2 separate regions of the Macaca mulatta genome follow, and region 2 is linked to region 1. The links are chromatin contacts, called in public Hi-C maps. All regions are on one chromosome and are shown on one strand. The core of a region is the stretch at or near the end of the contact, and the rest is flanking DNA. Distances in the headings are between cores, read along the strand shown.

What was found. Hi-C and Micro-C count contacts between places; a contact is called where the count stands out from the background.
Region 2: a Hi-C map of fetal cortical plate shows a contact between it and region 1, with 3 times the contacts expected there. The contact joins the promoter of PEBP1 here to the enhancer-like site in region 1. A contact is called at or near these places in 2 of 14 Hi-C or Micro-C datasets (fetal cortex germinal zone and fetal cortical plate).

What each region holds. Positions count from the first base shown.
Region 1 is chr11:125,141,840-125,149,219 of T2T-MMU8v2.0, forward strand. The region is part of intron 1 of KSR2 (kinase suppressor of ras 2); the gene reads right to left. Among named protein-coding and RNA genes, the nearest start is that of KSR2, 93 kb to the right of the region's middle. Within about 2 kb of position 3,397, at least 13 of the 40 cell types and tissues checked have an H3K27ac peak or open chromatin away from gene starts, as enhancers often do. A contact at or near this core is called in fetal cortex germinal zone and fetal cortical plate, where this site is marked.
Region 2 is chr11:125,411,914-125,418,699 of T2T-MMU8v2.0, forward strand. PEBP1 (phosphatidylethanolamine binding protein 1) reads left to right here and starts at 2,160. Exons shown (of 4, transcript NM_001246199.1): 1 at 2,160-2,294; 2 at 3,986-4,095; 3 at 5,178-5,278. The coding sequence starts at 2,160.

The DNA.
Region 1 (7,380 bases), core at 2,147-4,646:
AGAAGCCAGGGTTCAGCACCCTCCACAATCAGTCCCCTCTACAAGGGCTGTGGGCTCATTTGTACAACAGGCTCATTTTCCAAACAGCTTCCAGAGCAGTCAGCACCTGTCCAGGGCTGAAGGGGCTCCCAGTGGGCAGGAAGGACAGATGTGCAAATGCAAATCACAAGGCCACATGGCAGGAACCAGAGCAGAAGGGCAGCCAGGGTTCAGTGCGGGCATGGAGGATGCCAAGTCAAGAGAGATGCCTTTTAAAAAGCCATGTTCCCGCTGGATGCAGTGGCTCACGCCTGTAATTCCATCAATTTGGGAGGCCAAGGCAAGCAGATCACCTGAGGTCTGGAGTTTGAGACCAGCCTGGCCCATGTGGTGAAACCCCATCTCTACTAAAAATACAAAAATTAGCAGGGCGTGGTGGCGCATGCCTGTACCCCAGCTACTCCAGAGGCTGAGACAGGAGAATCGCTTGAACCTGGGAGGCAGAGGTTGCAGTGAGCCGAGACTGTGCCACTGCACTCCAGCTTGGGCACCAGAGCGAGATTCTGTCTCAAAAGAAAAAAAGAAAAAAAAAAAAAAGCCATGTTCCATAACATAGGATAACAATAATGGGAGCTCCACATTTATTCTAAGAGAAGTGAGGCCTCATTCATTCATTTAAAGATGTTCATGGTGCTTTTTTTTTTTTTTGAGACAGAGTCTCACTGTTGCCCAGGCTAGAGTGCAGTAGCATGACCTCGGCTCACTGCAACCTCCGCCTCCTGGGTTCAAGCAATTTTCGTGTCTCAGCTTCTCCAGCAGCTAGGATTTCAGATGCATGCCACCACGCCCAGCTAATTTTTGTATTTTTAGTAGAGATGGGGTTTCACTATGTTGGCCAGACTGGTCTGGTACTCCTGACCTCAAATGATCCACCTGCCTTGGCCTCCCAAGGTGCTGGGATTACAGGCATGAGCCACGGCGCCTGGCTGAGGTGCTTTCAAAATACAGACAGCAAGGGATACAAAAATCACCTACACACTACCCCTGCCTTTAAGGTGGGCTATTTCAGGCAGGACTTGAAGACAGGTGCCTTTTCTATACCTTTGGATAAGTACAGAAATCAAGAGAGAGCCTTTAGATACTTTTATAGCTATCTGATGGAGTCATCTTATGTCTGTTCAATCTAATTTTTTCAAAGTGAGCACTGGATGTTGTTTGGGGTTTTCTCCATTTCATTTCCCTCATAAATCCTCTTTATTCTATTTCAGAAAAGTATTGGCTGCAAAATGTCAGAAAAGATAAAGCTGATTCTTCACCACAGAAGGTGGGAAAGGCACTGACTCTTCTACTTGGTGAATTTCCATGTATTCATCTTAATCTACCAACATCTCTAAATAAATTATTTTCCAGAATGGTTCATGTATCATGACAATCCTGAGTGAGTAGATTTTTTTTTTCAACTTGTTTTGAGACAGGGTCTCTCTCTGTTGTCCAGGCTGGAGTGCAGTGGCACAGTCGTAGCTCACTGCAGCATCAACCTCCTGAACTCAGGCAATCCTCCCACCTCAGCTTCCCAAGCACCTAGGACTACAAGCGTGTGTCACCATGCCCAGCTAATTTTTTCATTTTTTGTAGAGGTGGGGTCTTGCTATGTTGCCCAGGCTGGCCTCAAACTCCTGACCTCAAGCAATCCTCCTGCCTTGGTCTCCTAAAGTGCTAGAATTACAGGCATGAGCCACTGTACCTGGCCCGATTGTGAATATCATTCTATAGATGGGGAAACCAGGCCTTGGAATTGCTGGAATCGTGCCCGTGATCACAGAGATAAAGCAGTATCAGGGTCGTGATTTGAACTCAGGACCTCTAGTTCCCAGTGCCGTGCCCTCTTCACAATTCTCTGCTGAAACAGAGCATCAACGGTTGAGAAGCACAATTAGAAAAGGGCCTTTGTATGGCTTCACCCTGCCAGGCGGCCTAATTGATTTTTAGGTCGACCTCAATTCAAGTCCATGCAGAGCCGAACTGAAGAAAAAAAACAAAGGTTCCATCTTCAAATAAAGAAACACAGGACTCTTGGAAATAGCACACCCAAGCCAAGCCCACCGTCTGACTCTGCACTGCCCAGGTGTAGGCTAAGGTTCCCTGGGCCTGGGGTTAGAGGGATCACAGGTTGCGGAAATCCGACAGAGCTGGAGCCCGAAGGTGTAATTTTCCATCTCCACACCAGGGGGCAGCCTGGCACCTTCCACGACAGATGGAAAATTTTTCAGGCCTTGGCCCATCGGAGCGTCCGCAGCGCCTTATTACTGTACTCTGTATTAGCATGGCGGTAAATTTAGCAGCATAAACACACACACACACACACATACACACACACACACAAAATCAAAAAGTCAAGCCATGTGACAGAGCTAAAAATAATCGTGTCTGAAATCCCTAATGTGAAACGGGGAACTTTTCACTCCAAATCTAAACCCAGATCAAACCTGGAGACCTCCGGGAACGTACTGGCCGTTGGGTTTGACAGAGCCCCAGATCCTCACCCTTTAGGTGCTATTTTTTTTACATATATATAAAACAAAAGCGGAGTCCATGAAAGCTGGGAGGGAATGCAGGACACCGTGGGGGCCTTCTACGGACCGGGCCCTTGCAAGAACCATCCCTGGTGTAGACCTCGCAGCAGCGCCAAGGGAAGGGGCTTAGCTCTCAGCCCATTTTACACACGAGAAAACTGCGGCTCAGGAATGGGACAGGGCTGGCCTTATGGTCACACACATAAAGAGGCAGGCTCCAGAGCCCTCTGTGTCCCTCAGGACTGCCCATCAGCACCCCATAATCGCTACCTTCTCCCTAAAGGTACAGATGAGCAGCAAAGAGTTCCAGCCTTTGAACTTGCTTGTCCCACCGTCCGGAGCTCTTCTGTCAGCTTTAGGCATAAACGACCCTTTCCGTTTCTTCAGGTGTCACCTCTGCCCGAGCCCCCCTCAATGCCACCGTCACGCCGCCCTGCTTTCTTTCCTTGGTGGCACTTCGCTATCTCACAAATCATCCTGTTTATTGGTTTCCATGGTTACGCACCCCCCCCCACCACCACCACCACCACACACCCATCATGTCAGCTCAAGAGAGCACGGGCTTTGCCTGTCTTTTCCCCAGCGTTCAGATCTGTGCCTGGCATACAGTCGGTGCTCAATACATTTTCCTTGGTCTTTCAATAAACCAACATCCTTGGTGGTTAAACACCAGGCCACTAAAAATGAATCCCAAGTCCTTTTCAAGCGGGCACAGAGCACCTGCAGGACCGGGTCCCTGGTTGTGTTATTAAGGTTCTCGGGTGATCAGACCCCATGCGGGTAATGAAATCGCGGCAGCCACAGCCGGCAGCCCCGACGCCTTCCCGCCGTTGCCAGGGCGACCATTGTCATAACATCCCTGGCGCTTAGCGGCCCAGCTGACGAGGGAGAGAATTATTTGACTGGAGAACGTCTCAAGTAACCGGCCAATTTGCATCCACAGGAAAATCCCCTGCTGAGGGAGGGCTGGAGGCCTGGGAGAGGCGCCCTTCCTTCTCTCCCCAGCTCTGGATCCCAGTGAGAACCAGATCCCTAGGCCAGGCAGAGGAACCCAACAGTCTGGGGCAGTCCCCTGTGAATGCTGGAACACAGGCAGCTGCCTCTGCAGGAAGGAAGAGCCCCCTGTCCGCTGCCTCACTATTGCTGATGGTTTTTCCTTTTCTCTATGTTATTACTGCTAGTGAATATTACAAACAATAGAAAAAAAGGGTTAATATATTTAATGAGCACTTACTAGACAGCAGGTCCAGTAGTAATAACTTCCTTACACGATACTTATAATTTTAACATTTACACAATAATACATTATGTCAATATTTATACTCTACATGTATATTGTCTGATGTCATCATAGGTGTAGGCATACATCCCCCACACATGATAATTCATATGTAATACATAATATAATTTGAAATATAACAATATTTATATTATGCAACATATACAGGTTGAGTATCCCTTATCCGAAACACTTGGGAGCAGACATGTTTCAGATTTTAGATTTTTTTCAGGTTTTGAAATCTTTGCATTATACATCATGAGATATCTTGGGGATGGTACCCAAATTTAAACACAAAATTCAATTATGTTTCATATATACCTTATACACATAGCCTGGAAGTAATTTTGTACAATATTTTTAATGTGTTGCATTACAGAGTTAGTGTTAAGATTTATGTGTGGAATTTTCCACTTGTGATGTCATGCCAGTGCTCAAAAGTTTCCGATTATTGGGAGGCCAAGACAGGTGGATCACTTGAGGTCAGGAGTTCAAGACCAGCCTGGTCAACATGGTGAAACCCCGTCTCTACTAAAAATACAAAAATTAGCGGAGCATGGTGGTGGGTGCCTGTAATCCCAGCTACTTGGGACACTGAGGCAGGAGAATGGCTTGAGCTCGGGAGGGGGAGGTTGGAGTGAGCCAAGATCATACCACTGTACTCCAGCCTGGGCGACAGAGCAAGACTCCATCTCAAAAAAAAGTTTCCAATTACAGAACATTTTAGATTTTAAATTTTGGATTAGGGATGCTCAACCTGTATTATATATTTATAATAATAAAACTGACATTTGTTGATTGTTTTTATATGCTAGCCCTGTGCCTACTGCTTTGTGTTAATAATGCTGTTACTGATGAATTATTATACAATATATTCATAATCACAAACATAGCTAAGTCTTATTGAGCACTTACTATGTGCTAAGTGCTTTATGAATATTATCTGTCATACGCACCCTAAGGGCTAAGAACCAACCATATTATTCCCATTTCAGAGATGAGAAAAAGCAGCACAGAGTAACAACGGAACTTGCCTAAGGTCACAAAGATAAAACACAAGGAGGGAGGCTGCCCCCAAGCCTGTCCCCTTCCTTATTTCCATAGCACAGTTCAAAGGTGTTAAACTTGAGCTTGTAGCAAGATCACCTGGGGAGCTTGTTAAAAATACACATGCTGAGCCCCAGCTTCAGCCCCAACCCAAGCCTACAGAATCAGGCACTCCTGGGGACAGGGGCTTCTCTTTTCTTTTCAACAAGGTCCCCAGATAGCTCAGACAGAGGCAGAGTTCAGAACCACTGCATGGGGCTTTGCCGCCCAGCCCTATGAGAGATGGGTTCTTTATTTGTTGTAAATATCACAGTTCCCATTGGGTGATCTGATTACATGAATGAGTCTTGAGGGGCTGAGATGTGGAGAGGGCAGCTTTGAGTCGGATATGCAAGACCAAGAACCCCAAAAAGAAGGAAGAGAAGCAAGAGGCAAAATAAGAATTCAGGCAAACTTAACCTGCACTAATCACTCCCAGCCTTTTTGGAACCAAAGAGCCCTTCGTGAAAAGTAAATCAGTAACAGCGCACGCTTTCATCCGGGGCTGGCTTTTGCGGGGCAAAGCCAATCCGCCTAAATTCCCTCCCACTGGTCACCACCCCGCATAACACACACACTACCTGCCTCCTCTTAATCATTCACCAGGGGCCAAGCTGGACAGAGAAATATCAGCTTGCAGGGTGGGTACCCAGCCTCGGCACCCACATTTTGAACCATGGGACCTCCTGGCAAGTGACAAAGATGGATGATGTTGTTAATAATAAAATAAAAATTGGTGGCAGGTAGTGTACTAGGGGAGGCAAGGCTAGGAGGAGGTAGGCAGAAGTTCTGAGAGCCCATGCCTGTGGCCCCTGCACTGCTGGGGGTACTGAGAGCTGGACCCCAAGTAGCAGCCAGAGAGACACGCTGCTGGGTCTACTGTAAGCTACACGTTGCCTTAGTAGCTATGGCTGAACTAAGAAGCAAGCAGAGTTAAGATTCCAGACTCGAGGTAAGAGCAGATGAATCTGGGATAAAATACACATGCCCTGAAAGCAGGTCTCACTGCAGCAATTGCTAAGCAGCTTCCCACTTTGGCCACAGAGGCTGTTCCATTTAGAGCTGCAGAGAAGAACTCCTCCCAATAGAGAGGCAACTTACCACATACGGCTATTTACGGTCACGCTGGAATTAACTAAAGTTACATAAACAATCAACATAGTGAATAAACGGGGGTCGTAGATGCGTAGTGAATCAACACGCATCCTATCAGGGTCGTGGATAAAACATCCGGACAACACGCCCGCCGAAATCACTGGTGGTTATGTGACCTCAGGCAATCAGGGAATTCAACTCCCCTCCCACTGCCTGGAAAAAAAAAATTCGTTAGAATTTAACCCTGGAATTGTGTGACATAACCCAGTATTCTTAATGGGGTAGCATCTTTAAGTTCTAGGAAGATCCAGAATGAATACAGGCATACTTCAGATAAATAATCCCATGATATTAATATCTGAATTAAAGAGATCATACATTTTGCGTATTTTATTTTATATTCTTTTAATGTTATATAATTTAGCCAGTTAGAGTAAGAGTTCATCTTTCTAAGCCTAATTTGAAATGTGTAACTGAATACCTAATTTAGACATGTATTTTAAATTGAAATTCTATTCAATTTATGTACAATATTATTAATAGAAAACGGCTCGGCGTATTTATAAGTTTAATTTTTCAGGCTTGTGGGTTATATAAGTAGTTAAGAAGGTTTGTCTGTCAACAATTAAAGAGTAGTTTTTAAAATCCTGTATATCGGCCTGGGCAATGTGGCAAAACCTACTCTCTACAAAAAATAAAAAATAATTAGCCAGGTGTGGTGGCACACACCTGTAGTCCCAGCTATTCAGGAGGCTGAGGTGGAGGCTGCAGTGAGCCGTGATTGCGCCACTGCACTCCAACCTGGGCACCAGAGCGAGACCTTGTCTCAAAAACAAAAAAAGAAAGAAAAAACTGTATGTCAAATTTATAAATGCAGTTTAAATTTTTTGAAGATGTTTAATTAACCAACATTGTAATTGGGAGCACACAGTATACAAAATCTCCTTATACCTGATTGCCAGATTTTGGTAGATTTATATGAATAGGTCTGGGCACGGTGGCTCATGCCTATAATCCCAGCACTTTGGGAGGCCAAGGCAGGCAGATCACCTGAAGTCAGGAGTTCGAGACCAGCCTGACCAACATGGCAAAACCCCAACTCTACTAAAAATACAAAATTATCCAGGCATGATGGTGTGTGCCTGTAATCCCAGCTACTTGGGAGGCTGAGGCAGGAGAATCGCTTGAACCTGGGAGGCGGAGGTTGCAGTGAGCTGAGACCGTGCCATTGCACTCCGGCTTGAGCAACAAGAGCAAAACTCCATCTCAAAAGCAAACAAACAAACAAGATTTATATGAATAGAACAATACTGTGTGAAAGCATAGGAATAAATAGAATGAATTTTTTTGCTTTAATAAATTAAATAT
Region 2 (6,786 bases), core at 910-3,409, 270 kb after region 1:
CAAAACAAACAAAAAATAACGTGTGTATTTTTTGACCTAATTAAGAAAAGCTCCCATGTAATAAAACTTTCCAAAAACAGTCTTTCAAGTTTTTAAAGATATATGTATAAGGAGGTTCACTTCAGTGATATTTGTAAAAGGAAAACAATGAACAAAACAGAGTACATCAAGAGGCTTGTTGAATAAATGATGGTTGAATAAATGATGGTGCATTAAAATGTTGAAGACTTTTTTGTTTTGTTTTGTTTTTGTAGAGACAGGGTCTCACTCTGTCCCCCAGGTTGGAGTGCAGTGGCACAATCACGGCTCACTGCAGCCTCAAACTCCCAGGCTCAGGTGAGCCTCCTGCCTCAACTTTGGTAGTAGCTGTGATTACTGGCACATCCCTCCATACCGGGCTAATTTTTGTATTTTTTTGTAGAGATGGGGTTTCACCATGTTGTCCTGGATCACGAGGTCAGGAGTTTGAGACCAGCCTGGCCAACATGGTGAAACTCTGTCTCTACCAAAAATACAAAAATTAGCTGGGCGCGGTGGCGCATGCCTGTAGTCCCATCCACTTGGGAGGCCGAGACAGGAGAATTGCCTGAACCCGGGAGGCGGAGCTTGCAGTGAGCCGAGATGCGGCCACTGCACTCCAGCCTGGGTGACAGAGCGAGACTCCGTCTCAAAAAACAAAGAAAAAAATAGTGCTCATCATATTCAGCAAAAAGCAAAAAGCAAAAAGCAAGCAGTTGGTGGTCACAGTAAGAGCAGTTTTGGTATGAATAAATACGGTTTAAAAATGTTTTTTTTTAAAAAAAAACAAAACCCAAACATTTCTCAGGACTTTTGTGAGGACGAATTTTGAGTGGAGAAAACGGACAAATACATTTCCCCATATATTTAAATGCTCAAAAGTTCACTCAGGTGCTCTCACCAGGCAATTACCATGACAAGTGATCTTGTGTGAAAATACAGAGAATCTGGCTCGTTTTAAGAAGTACAAGAGAAAAGCAAGGCCTTACAGTTTCTGAATTTGGTGTGTGTGTGTATGTGTGTGTGTGTGAAGATGTGGTCTCACTCTGAAGCGCAGACAGGAGTGCAGTGGCAAGATCGTAGCTCACCGTGGCCTCAAACTCCTGGATTCAAGAAGTGATCGGCCGGGCGCTGTGGCCCACGCCTGTAATCCCAGCACTTTGGGAGGCCGAGGCGGGCGGATCACGAGGTCAGGAGATCCAGACCATCCTGGCTAACATGGTGAAACCACGTCTCTACTGAAAATACAAAAAATTAGCCGAGCGTGGTGGCGGGCGCCTGTAGTCCCAGCTACTCGGGAGGCTGAGGCAGGAGAATGGTGTGAACCCGGGAGGCGGAGCTTGCAATGAGCCGAGATCGTGCCACTGCACTCCAGCCTGGGCAACAGAGCAAGACTCCATCTCAGAAAAAAAAAAAAAAAAAAAGTGATTCTCCCGCCCCAGACACCGGAGTAGCTAGGACTACAGGCATGCACCACTATGTCTAGCTTTTTTTTTTTTTTTTTTTAGTTTTCTGTAAAGATGGGGTCTTGCTATGTTGTCCAGGATGGTCTCAAACTCCTGGGCTCAAGCGATCCTCCTGCTTTGGCCTCCCAACGTGCTGGCGATATAGGTATGAGCCAGGCCACATTGCTGAACTTGGAAAGTGGAGCAAAGAATCATACAAAAAATTAAGAAAACCAAAACGAAACCAAGGCGAACTCAATTGCATTTTTTTTTTTTTTCAGCGCGACACTTTGTAAGGCACGAACCTCTCTCTTAGGCGGACCTATTCCAGGGCGCCCTTTATTTTCATTTCTTGAAACAACAGCCTCGCAGGCCAAGCCGCGGTTCCCGAGAACTCGGCTGCCACCCGGAGCAGGTTGCATGGACCCAGGAGCGCGAGCGGCCCTGCTCTGCCAGCTTCGGCCAATCAGAGGCCAGGCAGCGGTGGGCGTGGCGTGGGGCGGTGCGCGGGGCGGGCGGTGGCTGGGGCGCGTGCTCTCGCTTGGTCGCTGGGTCTGCGCCTTCCCGGGTCAGTGCGCTGAGGCCTCCGTGTCGCCGCTGCCGCCTGCGCTTAGGCTGCCGCTGCCGCCGCCGCCGCCGCCGCCCGCGCCTAGCCTGCCGCGGCACGCCCGGCTGCACGCTTTGCTTGGCCTCGCCATGCCGGTGGACCTCAGCAAGTGGTCCGGGCCCTTGAGCCTGCAAGAAGTGGACGAGCAGCCGCAGCACCCGCTGCATGTCACCTACGCCGGGGCGGCGTTGGACGAGCTGGGCAAAGTGCTGACGCCCACTCAGGTACACCGGGCGGCGGGCGTGCAGCAAGCGGCCCGGCGCGGAGGCCTGTGCCGGCCGCCTGGGTGGGACCCAGCGGAAATAGGGCCAGGGGCGGTGGGGAGGTTCAGCCTGCGTGTGTCGAGGCCCCCCAGGACAGAGGTACCGGGGTCCGTGTCCCATGCCTGGAGGCCACCTCGAGCACCGGGAACCTGGCCTGTGGCGTGGCCAGGCAGGTTCGGCCTGCAGCAGAAATTCATTCACTTTTCCCGGGCTTCGGGCCCAAGAGGGGCCTAGGTCCGGAAACAGGCCGGATCCCCCTCTCCCTCAACGGGGCAGGGCGCTGAAGAGGGACGTCCCCGAGACGGAGTAGACTGTGGCCGTTCGGACGCCCCCGCCCCCAGAGCTTCCCCTAGGGCGTCAGCATTTTAGGCCTCGTTTTGGAGGGCTGAGAGCCTGTGACGCATTATGTAACTGGCGATGAGCGCGCCGGCCGATTTCTCTTTTGTTAAATCGGTCGACAGCGTGCAGCCGGAACGCTGGAGGGCGACGGTTTAGTTTTGCTGTTTGACCTCCCACGCCCACGGGGCTGGGGCTGCTGAAAGTGAAGAAACTAGATTTGCAGACGCCACTGCTAGTTGGTTATGAAGCTCCGGGCAACAGTGTTAAATAAACTGTCCCGACCTTACATTGTTTTTGATGTTCACAGAATTTAAATTTTTTGGATGTTTACATATGAAGTGGCCATCTAACATAGCCTCCCTTTCCCTGCCCCCGTCTCACCACCTTGGCTTTCTCCTTTTCTTTGCACTTTGAAACGTTAATGCAGATTTCACTTTAGCAGGCCCCAGGTAGCCTCGTGATCACCAAATCCAGAAACCCTGTGATTCCGGACAGACGATGTAAGGGTGTCCTTGGGAGGGGGACTCAGTGCCAAGGTTGGAATCCCAGCCTCATCTGTTTCTGTTAATAGTGTGCTGGGACACTAGCCCCGTGGTGTTGTTGGGACTGAAATAATACACAGCCTGGGCAACGTAGTAAGACCCCAACTCTAAAAAAAAAATGGCCAGGCGTGATGGTGTGAGCCTGTAGTTCCCAGCTACTCAGGAGGCTGAGGTGGGAGGATCGATTGAGCCCTCCCTGGAGGTTGAGGCTACAGTGAGCCTTGATAGCGTCACTACACTGCGGCCTGGGGGACAGAAGGAGACCTGGTCTCAAAATAAATAAATAAGATAAATGATGTATATAAAACTCCAGCTCCTGGCTCTTACAGTCAATACAGGGTCATTGATTTTATTAAAAATCTATTCCGTTTTGTCTTTGAAGAGTCTGAGATCAAAGAAAGAGTATCGGTTTCTTCAGGATTTCTCTTTTTTTTCGAGACAGAGTCTCACTCGGTCGCCCAGTCTGGAGTGCAGTGGGGTGAGCTTGGCTCACTGCAGCCTCTGCCTCCCCAGCTCAAGCGATCCTCCCACCACCTCGGCCTCCCGAGTAGCTGGGATTACAGGTGCCCGCCACCACGCCCAGCTAATTTTTGAATTTTTAGTAGAGACGGGTTTCACCGTGTTGGCCAGGCTGGTCTCAAACCCCTGACCTCAAGTGATCCTCTCTTCTGGGCCTCCCAAAGTGCTGGGATTACAGGCGTGAGCCACCACACCCAGCCAGTTTCTTCAGCATTTCTGACTTTTTTACTCCAAACTGATTCCTTCATACAGGTTAAGAATAGACCCACCAGCATTTCTTGGGATGGTCTTGATTCAGGGAAGCTCTACACCTTGGTCCTGACAGACCCGGATGCTCCCAGCAGGAAGGATCCCAAATACAGGTGAGAGTTGGGAAAGACGAGGAAGAGCAGGTCATGCAGGCATGACTTATCGGGTGTAAGTTCCTTGCTGGACATGGAGAAGTAGACCTGGTTTGGGATCCCCCCACCCATGCTTAAGCCAGAGAATGCCTTTCCTGCCCTTTTGCCCCCTACAGCGGGTATCTGTAACTCACAGCCGAGAGCCATATCTACCTGTGGCTTGTTTTTGTACGGCCCCATGAGCTAAGAATGGTTTTTACATTTTTATTTTTTATTTTTTTGAGACAGAGTCTCAGTCAGTCACCCAGGCTGCAGTGCAGTGGCATGATCTTGGCTCACTGCAACCTCCACCTCCCGGGTTCAAGTGATTCTTATGCCTCAGCCTCCTGAGTAGCTGGAATTACAGGCACCCACCACCATGCCTGGCTAATTTTTGTATTTTTAGTACAGACAGGGTTTCACCATGTTGGCCAGGCTGCTCTCGAACTCCTGACCTCAGGTGATCTGCCCGCCTCAGTCTCCCAAAGTGCTGGGATTACAGGTGTGAGCCACCGCGCCCGGCCTGGTTTTACCATTTTTAAATGATCGGTGAAAAATTGAAAGAAGAGTAGTACTTTCTGATGTGGAAATTAGACAAAATTTACGTGTCAGTGTCCATCAGTTATGTTTTATTGGAGCACAGCCGTGTGTCATCTGTGGCTGCTTTCGTGCTGCCGAGGCCAAGTTGAATAGTTGCGGCAGAGACTGCGGCCCCCACAGCTTAACACGTTTATTCTCTGGGCTTTTAATGGAAAGTTTGCTGACCTTTGCTCTAGAAAAAGAGGGTGGGAGGGGCTGGGTCTGCTCTTCTGCAAACCCCTGAGGTTCGTGCCAGCCTCTGAGAAAGTGAGGACTGTTGTTTGCGGCAGTGTTCTGGCACCCCGCATGTTCTCGATGCCAGTGTTCTGGCACCCCGCATGTTCTCGATGCCAGTGTTCTGGCACCCAGCATGTTCTCGATGCCAGTGTTCTGGCACCCCGCATGTTCTCGATGCCCCGTTGCTGGCTGTGCAGCGAGTGTTCCTGATCTTCTGTGGTGCTGACATCCCGTGTTTCTTCGTGCAGGGAATGGCATCATTTCCTGGTGGTCAACATGAAGGGCAATGACATCAGCAGTGGCACAGTCCTCTCCGATTATGTGGGCTCAGGGCCTCCCAAGGGCACAGGTTAGTAAAGGTGGTTTTTGGTGGGAGGGTTGGGAGGGAGCTCGGGTGCACATTCGGATTGGCTCAGTGCTTTTTTCTTTTCTTTTCTTTTCTTTTCTTTTTTTTGAGACGGAGTCTCACTCTTGTCACCCAGGCTGGAGTGCAGTGGCGCCATCTCGGCTCACTGCAAGCTCCACCTCCTGGGTTCATGCCATTCTGAAGCCTCAGCCTCCCGAGTAGCTGGGACTACAGGCGCCCGCCACCTCGCCCAGCTAATTTTTGTATTTTTAGTTGACACGGGGTTTCACCATGTTAGCCAGGATAGTCTTGATCTCCTGACGTCATGATCCGCCTGCCTCGGCTTCCCAAAGTGCAGGGATTACAGGCGTGAGCCACCGCGCCTGCCTTTTTTCTTTTCTTTTGAGAGCCCTTAACCCTGCTGGAAATAGCATCTCAGCTCACCTGTAGGGCAGCTGCCTTCAGGGCACACATTCACACCTGCAGGAGTGTCAGGTGGCTAGAGCCTTGGGTTCTGGACAGATGTGTGGAGTGGCCTCTGTGTGGAGTGGCCTCTGCATCCCTAGCCCTTTAGCAAGCAGGGAAGTCGGTGAGAGGGAATCACTGTTGCGGAAAGCTTAGCATGGCCTTTTGGGGCTGCGCTGGGTGGAATACACAGTTAAACTATCTCAGGCCTTTGCCCGGGGTGATCTTTGAGTTGCTAATTCTATAAAAAATTTCAGAAATGATCAGTTTCCAAATTAACTATATAAGGTTGCCTTCTGCATTCATTTTTTGCTCCCTCTTTCTGAAAAAGTCTAGCTTGGTATATTGAAAAAAGATTTGGAAGACTTCAGCAGAACTCTATTGAAGACACACACACACTCATTGTATTGTGTTGTATCGTGTTACAGCTATTACATATAACACACATGTAGACATCTAGAGATAGAAAGAGAAAGGCCACCATATTGAAACTTTGAGGTTGGGTAAGTGCTGCCTAAGCTGATGATGAGAGATGCATTCTACTGCCTGCTGTTCAGTGCAGGATGTTTCCATTTGGTGGAACTGTCACAATCCTAGCTTTCGCACAGCTTATCCAGCCAGGAGTTAACATGAAGGGGTGTAAGAACATCCCTGACATGGACAGTTCGTCACGGGATCTTGTTTTCTCTGGAGACCGGGAAGCTTCAGATGCCTTTAAACCCTCTCACATATGCATAGTAGATGGTAAAGGGACAGATTTCCCAGGGACCTATTAAGTTGTCTAGGGCAGTTATAAAATTAGGCAGCTTAATTATGGGAAGCTTACCCATGAGAATAAAGCAGTTCTCTCAAGTAAGAGCTGTGTTCTCATTTTTAAAAAAAGCCTCAGTAACTCATTTTCTTGTTGTTGCTTTTTCCATATTCTCGTAGTATGGTATAATTTACATGTAACAAAATGCACAGATCGGAAGGGTTCAGTCAGCAAATGTGATCAATGCCTACACCCATGGAAGGTACCAGCCATTGGAAAGATAGATGACATTTCC